Linked DNA regions of Gossypium arboreum: region 2 is linked to region 1. Evidence: chromatin contacts called from public Hi-C data. All regions are on one chromosome and are shown on one strand. The core of a region is the stretch at or near the end of the contact, and the rest is flanking DNA. Distances in the headings are between cores, read along the strand shown.

Region 1 (5,267 bases), core at 315-2,814:
CATAAATCATGATAATTTCCATTAATAAGGTTACATTAATTGCCCTACCATGGTGTGTCAAAGGTCCTGTTATTATCATTGCAAATATTGGGTATAATTTTATATTATTACTAGAGATTCTAAATGCTGATAAAGATTTGAATTTTCTTCTTCTTTTTCCATTGATTAAAAAAAAATAAGAAAAGTGGAAATTTAAAAAGAAACAAAAGAAAGCTCATTCTCATTCTAACTGTAAAAAAAAGCTTGAGAGAAGAAAAACACAAGACTGCAAGAGTCTGAGTCTGATTACCGAATCTTCAGTTGTTCACTAAACAACAGCAAAATAAACTTAAAAAATTGCCCCCCCAATCCAAAAGCTCTTAAAACTCCTAATCTTTGTTTGCATGCCTGAAAAGTAGCCTCACCTGCTTTCCATGTCATCAGCTTTCACCACGTAAATACTGTTTATTTTTTTTCAGATGTGAACCCCTCTAATACGTTTGGCCTCCGACTCCATGGACACAAGAGAAGACCATGCAGCTTAACTTTAGCTTTGTGTCTACGCTTATATCTACCTATTCTTTTTTCAAATTATCAATTTTGTTTCATTTTATTTTTCAAGAATATCACATTAAATAAAATATATCAACATATCAATTGAGCTGACATCGATATTATTGCTTATACAAAAGGATATGAATTGGTGCACTGAAATAAATTATTCTCTTATTAAAAATTAGGAAAGAATTTTAGATAGTTTTATGTATTGTATAAAAAAATTAGAAATTATAATGCTACACTCAGAAAAAAAAAATTGGAGTAAAAATAACTGATAATTTAAACACTTTTATTTAAAAAGGACCTACTTTAGAAGCTAATTTTACATGTAATCTTTGTGTTTACAGTTTACTTATCAAGATCAGTAATTCTCATGCATATTTTTTTTCCTTAAACATGGTGGACCCCAATTCTTAAAATTATTTTATAAATTAACCGAACTAAATTACAATTTTAAATAAATAACTCTCCGAAGTTGCAATATATATGGTGAAGCGAATGTCAATAATCTCATGCTTTGCAACTTTATTTTTGAACAAACTTGCACATGTAAACTACAAATTGAGCAATAAAGTTTGAATTATGATATTCGAGGTGGCAACAAAAAAAAGTTTAATCATTACTCCCTTAAACTGTTTGCCTAAATTGTAATTGCTGATACTACCAAATCAAGACTAGAATCTTCATTTCAGACAAAATTTGGATAATTTGATAATTTATCCACATACATACATATATATGATTGATTGGAGAGAAAACAGACATCGCTTATAGTGGATTGTTGTGTTTTTCAACTAAAGGTTTTATTTAAAAAATTATATTTAATTTTTAATATGATATTAAGTAAATTTCTTTAAATATATTTAAAAACTTCATATAAAATACATACATATATATTATTTAATTTTGTAGTTCAAATAAGAAAATCCAATACTGGGCATGTAAGAGCTTTGGTGGGGACTGATCAAATAAGTTGGAGGACTGAAAATTGGCACAATACCAGATGGATATTGATGAAAAGCAAAATTTGAAAACAATGGGTGAATGTTCCCATAGTGGAGCAAGGATAGGGAATTTGGGATGATGGAAGCCTGGGCCACTGCCTACACAATTGGAATTTTTGTCCCAAATCTGTGTTTTTCCCACAGACCTTGCATACATTTACACATCCACTTTATAAATTGTATATATAATGTCTAGATAATCAACCGATACAAACAAAACTCAAGAAAGACAAAGCCTTAAATAATTCTATCTATGATACATCTATCTATTCATTGGAATAAAAAAAGGGAAAGTAAAGGTGGAGGGGACAACGGATGATCCCTTTATTCCTCGCTTGATTTAGAAAGAAAATACTCTCGCTTATAAGTTCGCCACAGGCCCCCACAATCGCTCTCACTCTCGCGTCCATATAAATTTAAGGTTAAGTTGTAATTTTGAAATATATATTTTAGATTTTTTAAAAAAATTTAGTTATTCTATTAACTTGATAATTTTTTTTTTCATAGTGTTAAATGTTACTATATTAATAAGGGTGTAGTTAAAGGATTGGCAAGGTCCCAGCCTCCTAAAATGTAAAAAAACTTCTATTTAGACTTTTTAAAAGTTTTTAAATTTTAAATTAATAAAAATAAAATTATATTTTGACCTCATTAAAAATGATAAAAATTAATTTGATCCTTTAAAATTATAAATATATAAACTATTAAAATAGTGAAATTATATTTTATTATTATAAAATTATAATTTAGCTTCGCCCCTAAAAAGTTTCTGGTTTTATCCTTGTATACCAACAAAATTAAAAAAATTTAAATGTAGAAACAATTAAATCTAAATTTTTAATTTTAAAAATTAATAAACTAAATTTTTGAAAATAAAAGTATAATTAAAGTTGAAACGTAGTAAAATACAAAGACTTGGAACATTTCAAACCTAAATTCAAAATTTAAAAGCATAATTGATATATTAGATATGTCATATTCAAATAGGATGAAAATAATTATGTCTAATTGAATTAAAGGCTCTTAAATTAATTTTTTGGTCGAATTAGATATCTTAACTTTTTTCTATAACCAATATTAGTTCTTAATATTACATCCATTAAAAAGAGTTAAAACCAATCGAGAAGCACCACGTTACCACGACATTAAAATCTAATTAATTAAAAAACTTATAATAATATTTATATTAATGTTAAATAAAAATATTCCTCCCCTCTCCCCCTTTCCATCTTCTCCCTTTCAAAGTCCCCTTCCCCCTCCCCTCTGTTTTTTTGCTATACTTTTTACATAATATTCTGGGAGTTGGATCGGAATTTATTAAATAAGAAGCCACACAAAAAGCCTGAGAAAATTCCATTTTCTCTTTGATTCCTGGTCAGTCCTTTTCTCGGTCTACTTTTCTAGAGTTCCAAATAGAGGAATAAAAACTTGAGAAGATGTAGAGAGAGGGAGGGGGGACAGTGGGAGGGAGAAGATGGAAAGGGGAGAGGAATGCGGGTGGGGAGGTATTGATTTTATTTTATTTAATATTAATATAAATAAAATTTAAATAAATGAGGTGTTGAAGATTTTATAAAATATATATATTTATAAAAGATTTATTATCAATTCGAATATAGGTAGAGTTGTGAAGATTTTATATATAATATTTCATTAATTTCGGGTTTGATATTATTTTTAATTATTTTATCTAAAGGTTTTATAAAAATATTAAAAGATAAAAATAACATTATAATATAATTTATTATTTTTAAAATAGTTTTAAGTAATTTTCTAAGTTGTTGTTCTACTAATTTATGACACTAATTCATCAAAAAATTTACAAATTCAATAATTACTAATTAGTTTGTATCCTAATGTGATGATGCATAAGTTGAATGTATATTATTGAATTGTTATTTAAAAAAAAATTGATTAAAGAAAATTGCAGCATATATCGTAATCTATGATAAATGATCATAAATTAAAAGCCACTAATGAAATTGTGAAATGCATTTTGAGAAGTAGGATTGAATAAAAAAACATATATTTTTAAGTTTTCCATCTACAATATATATATTATTTGCCTTGTGCTTTTATTTTATAATAATTCTTGATTCGGTCTTTATTTGATTTTATATAATATTTTATAATATTTAGTACAGCACAAATAAAATATGATATATCATATTGACTAAACTACACAATAAATTGAGTATTTGTTAAATTAAAAAAATTGAAATAGCATCACAATAAAAAATTAAAATTAAAATTAAAACTAAAGTTATCTTTAAATTTAAAATAAAATTAAAAATATATCATAGAAAATAAGTTAAATATAATGATGTAAATAAAACAATATATTAAAACAAAATTACTTCTCTTTTATCTATTCTCATGTATAGTTTCATAAGCAATTGAGCTTTTAATGGTTATGACTCCTCTCTTTTCTTTTAAAATCTAATTGTAATTATTTCCATATTTAGAAGGAAGGGAAAAAGTAATTTGAATTTAAGGGTTTATGGGAATTAATTTGTTCATGGTAACAATTTTATTCAAAAATAAAAAAAATTAATCAAATTGATTTGAAGGGTTTAATTAATTTTTCTCCAAACTGCTATTTTGACCTAAAATTAAGATGATTTCATTGTAACCGTAAAAGCTAAAAGCTAAAAATATGTTAGTTTATAGTATATATGAAACATTACATGTGGCAAAAATTAATTTAAAAATATATATTAGGGATTATTTTCATATAAAATCCTTTTATATAAAATTGTTGTCATATTAAAATTATTATACTCACATTATTATAATTACAAAATATTATATAATTTCCAGTTTTTATTCTAATCAAATAAAATTTAAATTCTAATTTAGATATATTTTCTTGTAATCAATGTTTAGATAAAATATAGTAGGGATTATCATCTTATAAAACCGCTATTCAATATGATGTTGGGGTTTAGAGAAAATTGCTTTTGTTTTGAAATTTATGTTGTACGTAAAAAAAATTAATACTTTAAACGTTCATACATGAACTTTCTTCATAACTTGCATATCAGAATTTGTGTTTATTATCCTAATGGACTTCATCGTATACTATTGTAGTGATCAACTCACAACTCAACCTCACCATACTCAGATTCACCCCATTCCCCAAAAATTTACTAATCATATATTTCACATTCATCGTAAACACACATTCAGGTTGACTAACTCATCTTCTTAATTCAAAGCATACTTCATTTCCTGCTTCACACATATCAACACGATCATATCTCATAGTATTCATTCCAAGCACATACACTTAGTTGCTTATAAAAATCACATACACCTACACACACAATTCATTATATTCTAGACTCGCAAATACCTGTTTCGAACATATATACTTATTTTTAGCAATTATTCACGTACTTATTCTCTGTTTCTGGAACATCATTCATAAGAGATTTCTTTAAAAGAACTTATAGGAGTCAATATTAGAGATTCACTTGAAATTCACCTACAGCAACTTCGAACTCCTGACTCAAACACCTAGTTCGAACTAGCAGCAACAATTGCTTAAAGAACATGCATTCACAATTAAACCTATTTACAAACAAATTGCTAACATTTCGATTACAGAGAATGTAATAACCCGTTTTCAGTGAAATCGGAATAGTGGTTTAGAAAGCACAAATCCGAGTCAAAAGAATTTTATTTAATATTATTGCATGAATTGCAATATGATAGAAATGACGT
Region 2 (5,643 bases), core at 3,010-5,509, 96 kb after region 1:
AAATCATAGACTTCATCAACTGTGAGAAATTCGCAACTATATAAAATCGTATCTCTAAAGGTTGAATAAGACGGGAGAAACAAACAAAGTAGGATTAACCCTAAATCCTCTTTATCTTACTGAACCTCCATAGCCTCTAAGTCTAGGACAATTTCTTTAAACACAGTTAAGTGTTTTACAAAGACTTATTCCAAACGATGAGATAAAGACGCTATTTCATATGCAACTTCCTAGTTAGGTTTTTTGACATGCATAGTTGTTTTAGCTTTACCCACAATGTAGCGATGATTCTACTTCAACACATCTTGTAGAATTTCATTTGACAGATGCAAATGTAATTATGATAAAGCCTTTCGATCATTGTACTTCTTTTCTTCAAGTGCTAATGTCGAAGGCATCTTATCCACCCTAGCAACGCATCTTCCAAATCTATTTGCGTAAGAACTATCTGCATCTTTACCTGCCACAATGCAAATCTGGTGTTGTGATCCAACAGCAGAATATCATACTTCAATGTCACCATTATCATGATCGAAACAAGAAACTTGGCTCTGATACTACATTGTTATAATCAACGTTGATAATAGAAGTAGGAATGATAGCAAAGCAATAAGAAAAAAAAATAAACACACATAAATTTTATATGAAAAACCCCTATCGGGAAAAATCACGGGCAGATGAGAAGAAATTCACTATGTTGTAAAACACACAATACAAGAAGATTTCAACTATATCTATTTAAAGGTTAAACAATCCTATTATAATCAATTTCTAATAGAAAAAATATATTCCTGTACGAACTCGAAAAGTCCAAAGGTTATTTCTTTAACAAGCGATGGGTTTCGGGTCATACAACTCTAACACAATCAATATGCGTACTTAACTTCAAATGGCCATTTAGGGTGTCATGAATATGTTTTAAATCCAAAGTTCTTTTCATTTTCTCACAAGCTCTTCAAGCATCCAATAATGGTGTCATGAACCTTTTTTGTCAAAATCTTAATCTAGCTTCATCCATAGCTTACCTACACCACTTTGAACTTAGTTATACCAAAAAAATGTCTAAAACCATTAGACATACTTGACCAAGCTTTATCTCCCTAGATTTTCTAAGTGTTCCAACCATGGCCATCCTTGCATTTTATTTTTAAATTCAACAATTAAATGAATGGGTTCACTCATAATTACCATCTTAAGTTATTAATCAACTAAGATTCAAAGGGAGCTTACCAAATTTTTGAAGAACTACCCACGACACCAAGGAATTCTCATGAAAGTTTTCTTCTCCAATTTTACTAGGGAGCAACATTTATAAGGGTAGGAAACATGAATAGCTTTTCTTTTTATTTTTTAATCCATTAATAAAGTAATTATAATTAATATATAATTATCATTTTCAATGGACATGATCTCTTGTTAATTGACTTAGTGGAAATCCATGGTTAATATCATTACTCTCCATTAACTTAACAATAGTAATGGCTTAATTTCATACAAGGTCTTGGTTTATTTAATTTTTAAGCCATGATTTATTACTTCTCAAGTCCTCCACCATTAATGTCATCATTTCCTATCCTCGCACATTTGATATGTCCATTCTCTTTTCATTGAAACTCAATCCTTAAGTTATTTACTATTATTATTTCAATTCAATTTCGATGTCTTTCTCAATGTCGTAATCAATTAATAAATAATCCACATTTAACTACACTCGTACTTGAAATTTTTTTAACTCGATCATTAGTTCGATACAAATTAGAAATGGCTAGCCCTCATCTATTTTCGTGATGAGGTCGAGCTCAATCTCGACCGTAGTGCCACCTTTTAACAACTTTGTTGATGCCTTAATATTTTTCATGATGAAGTTTCAAATTTCTCCTTCCTTTGGCTTGGCCTACTTCAACAAGTTTGCCCCATGCTTCCATGTCCCTCTTTTGATGTTGCAAAATTGGATGTTGAATCTAATGTGCAGGAGCCTGTTCCATCTAATACACATATGGTTTGCCATTGGTCCTAAACTGTTTATCATAAATTGTGGAAGTTGCAAATCATCATCCATGATCAATACAACTTGTGGGCTATGTTAAAGACGATTGGTACAATATGTGATGTGCATGGCATGTTTAATAGCCCAATATTCTCCATCCTTTTATGCAAACCTATAACATGATACTTTTCAATGTTCTTTGGATTTGTCAAAATTTCTTGGACAACTCAAACTATCATAAACCCAATCAAATTAATGCCACTTGATATAAGAGAAGCATATAAATGATGTGCACATGTTAAAAACATTATTATGCACACTTGCTTCAACTAGTAGTATGGTAGTAACCTTTCCACCTAGTATGATATCTACACAAATTGTAAAACTAATAAAAGTGATGCATTTAAATTCAATTATGAGGTAATATTGATTATAGTAAATAAATATTATTATAACACATATATTACTAAAATATTTGATTCAATATCAATAGATAATCGTATTGCTACAATATTGTTCTTCTAGTAAGTTGTATGGTCATGATACTTAGGCCACCTATTAAAATATGAAATGATAGTACTTAATCATTTAGAATATAATTAATTTATAACATATGTAGCGAATTTTATGTTCTAACAAGAGAGAAACTAAGATTTTGAAAAGGCATAGACGCGCAATCCATGATATTTGACATCTCTCATGATTATAAAATCATAAAGGAGCTAGTTTCTTTATTGTTCCCCACTTTACATGCATTACATAATGCCTTCTATATAGGCATGTCAAAACAACAGACCCTCAACTGTACGTATTCGTCATTCTAAAATTATATAATAATGGGAGATATATGGTATAAACTAAGTTGTCAGATTATTCTGACATCAGCACACCTCTAATCAAGTGAAAAATGTAAGTTCTAGCATGATGTTCAATATCTTCAAGTGCTGGATTCATTGGGAGATGCTTAAATCATCTATTTTACCATGTGACCTTAACTCAAAGTCTAAAGAAATCAGACTTATGGTTAGTAATGTCACATCTTCTAACGTTATTGTTACTTTTTATATAAGAGATAAAATGTATGAGTCTCGGGTCTCCATTAGTCAATCAGAGAGAGATGAATGTCGAAATGGACATAACTTTCCAAAGCTATCATTATTGAAATCAATGGCTATTAGGTGATGAATGATTCTACTATCAAGTGGATTTACTCCCATATTACTATGACAATGAACTATTAGAGAATCCTCCATTATTGTAAAATTTTGAGTGACATATCATTTTATGATTGAAAACATTTATTTAGAAAATCTTAAGTATGTATCATAGTATAAAATGTATAAAACGAATATTTTGGGTTTTCTAAAAGAAACTAATGAGTTGGATGGAATATTTATAGATTTTAAGGTTAGGTTCATTTAGAAGTTTTTTAAAGAGGTGGTGAGGTGTATTCAAAGTTTCGTTTCTCTTTTCAAATAATCGGATATAGATTACTATTTACATATTTAAAAAAACCATGAAGACCTTGAAACCTACGGATGTCAAGTTCTATTTAAGTGTTATCCACGTCCTTACAAAATTACATTATATTATTATAGTTTAAAACTTAAATAATTTATGGTGAACTTCATATCTATAGGTACCTTTTTAATCATTTCATAATGATTGCCTTGATTCTAATGGGATGCAAAAAGCTTGATGGCACATTACATATTACAAAACTCAAACCCTAAAAACACATTTTGAGAATTAACTTTTGAAGAAACCTATTTTAAGATTTAATTCGGGATAAGGCAACATTTAGTCATTAAACTTAGCAACTTTTCTCACCTTAATCCATAAATTTATTTTTGTCCACATTAGTTTTTAACTTGGAAAATTTCCCAATTTGGTCCCTAAAGTTGGATTCAATTAAGGTATGTCAACGTGACACTTTGAGATTATTCCACGTCGCTACTTGGATTTTTTTATTTTTTAATTATATATATTTAAAATTTTCAAGTGATGATATAGTACAATCTAAGAGTGTCATGTCATCACACCTTGGGATCAAATTGAAAAAAAGTTACCAAGTTCTGGGACTAATGTGGACCAAAAATAGTTTAAGGACCAAGTTGTAAGAATAGTTAAATTTAGGGACTAAAAATTGTTTTATCCCTTTTAATTAAATATTTTACAATATTTAAGTGGAAAACCCTAACTAAAGTATACGTGTCATGGGTCACTCGCCGAGATTTTCTATTATTTATTTATTTATGTCTTCTTCTTTTTACTATTTATCTTTATTTTCTAATTTTTTTCCCGTTACTACCATCATTCTGTTTTCTCTTTCTTTCTTCTCACTGTCTGTTGGAGCTAAACAGTATTGAAAGGCCCAATCCCAGAGGGAAAGGGGAAAACCAAATTAAACAAAAACTAATTTCTCTTACATTTTATTTTTTATTTTATAATTTTATAATTTATTAATTTTCTCTGACTGAAGCTACTAATATGAGCAGAGCGCTCCTCTCATGCCACTACCGGTTATGAATCCCAACGTGGAGCCACCACTTCCTGGGTTAGCACCGCCGCCACAACCGCCTCAGCCTCACCGTCCTTCTACCTCCTGTGACCGCCATCCTCAAGAGCATTTTACTGGCTTTTGCCCCTCATGCCTCTACGAACGTCTCGCTGTTCTCGAGCCTTCGTCTTCTTCTGCTTCTTCTTCTTCTCGGAAACCTCCCATCGCCGCCAGTACTTCAACCGCCACCGCTGCACTTAAAGCCATTTTCAAGCCTTCCGGAGGAGGTGGCACACAGTCCGGGTTTTTTCCCGAGCTCCGGCGAACAAAGTCCTTTTCGGCCTCGAAAAACGAGGGTTTCTCTGGTGTTTTTGAGCCCCAGAGGAAATCTTGTGACGTTAGGGCTCGAAACACCCTTTGGTCACTCTTTTATCAAGAAGCAACTGCAAACGGGAGGTCTTCTGAAGTTGCTGAAGCTGAAGCTCGAAATTTGGCTTCTTCGACTGTTGGTCAAGGTCCTGTTTTTGAAAGCAAAGAAGAAGACCAAACTGAGAGTGAAACCGATCACAATGACGACATAGTGATCGTAGAAGAACAACCGCCCAATGTGGCTGCTTCTGCTACGAATTTGATAGAAGAGAAAGTTGAAGAAATTGTGGAAGAATACGAAAAGGAACTGTGCCAAGAAGAGGAGCTGAAGCCCATGAAGGATCATATAGATCTTGATTCGCAAACAAAGAACGCTTCTGGACGAGATCTCAAAGAGATTGCTGGGAGTTTCTGGTCAGCTGCTTCAGTCTTCAGCAAGAAATTACAAAAATGGAGGCAAAAACAAAAACTTAAAAAGAGGGGAAATGGATGTGGGTCAGCGAGATTGCCAGTGGAGAAGCCCATAGGCAGACAATACAGAGAAACCCAGTCAGAAATTGCGGATTATGGGTTCGGGAGAAGGTCTTGTGATACAGACCCAAGGTTTTCCCTTGATGCTGGGAGGATGTCATTTGATGCACCAAGGATGTCTTTTGATGCAGCAAGAATGTCATGTGATGATCCCAGATATTCTTTTGATGAACCAAGAGCTTCCTGCGATGGATATCTGATGGGGAGAATGTTCCCAAGAATGCCCACAATGGTTTCCGTTGCGGAAGATGCTCCA

The links. A called contact is a pair of places that touch in the nucleus more often than the background predicts.
Region 2: a contact with region 1 is called in a Hi-C map of leaf, with 2.4 times the contacts expected there. The contact joins the promoter of LOC108457757 here to the enhancer-like site in region 1. A contact is called at or near these places in 2 of 5 Hi-C or Micro-C datasets (both in leaf).

The regions. Positions count from the first base shown.
Region 1 is chr4:108,009,362-108,014,628 of ASM2569848v2, forward strand. No RefSeq gene overlaps it. Among protein-coding and RNA genes, the nearest start is that of LOC108459002, 26 kb to the right of the region's middle. Within about 2 kb of position 1,565, at least 1 of the 2 cell types and tissues checked has an H3K27ac peak or open chromatin away from gene starts, as enhancers often do. A contact at or near this core is called in leaf, where this site is marked.
Region 2 is chr4:108,102,428-108,108,070 of ASM2569848v2, forward strand. LOC108457757 (protein OCTOPUS-like) reads left to right here and starts at 4,260. Exons shown (of 1, transcript XM_017756886.2): 1 at 4,260-5,643. The coding sequence starts at 4,498.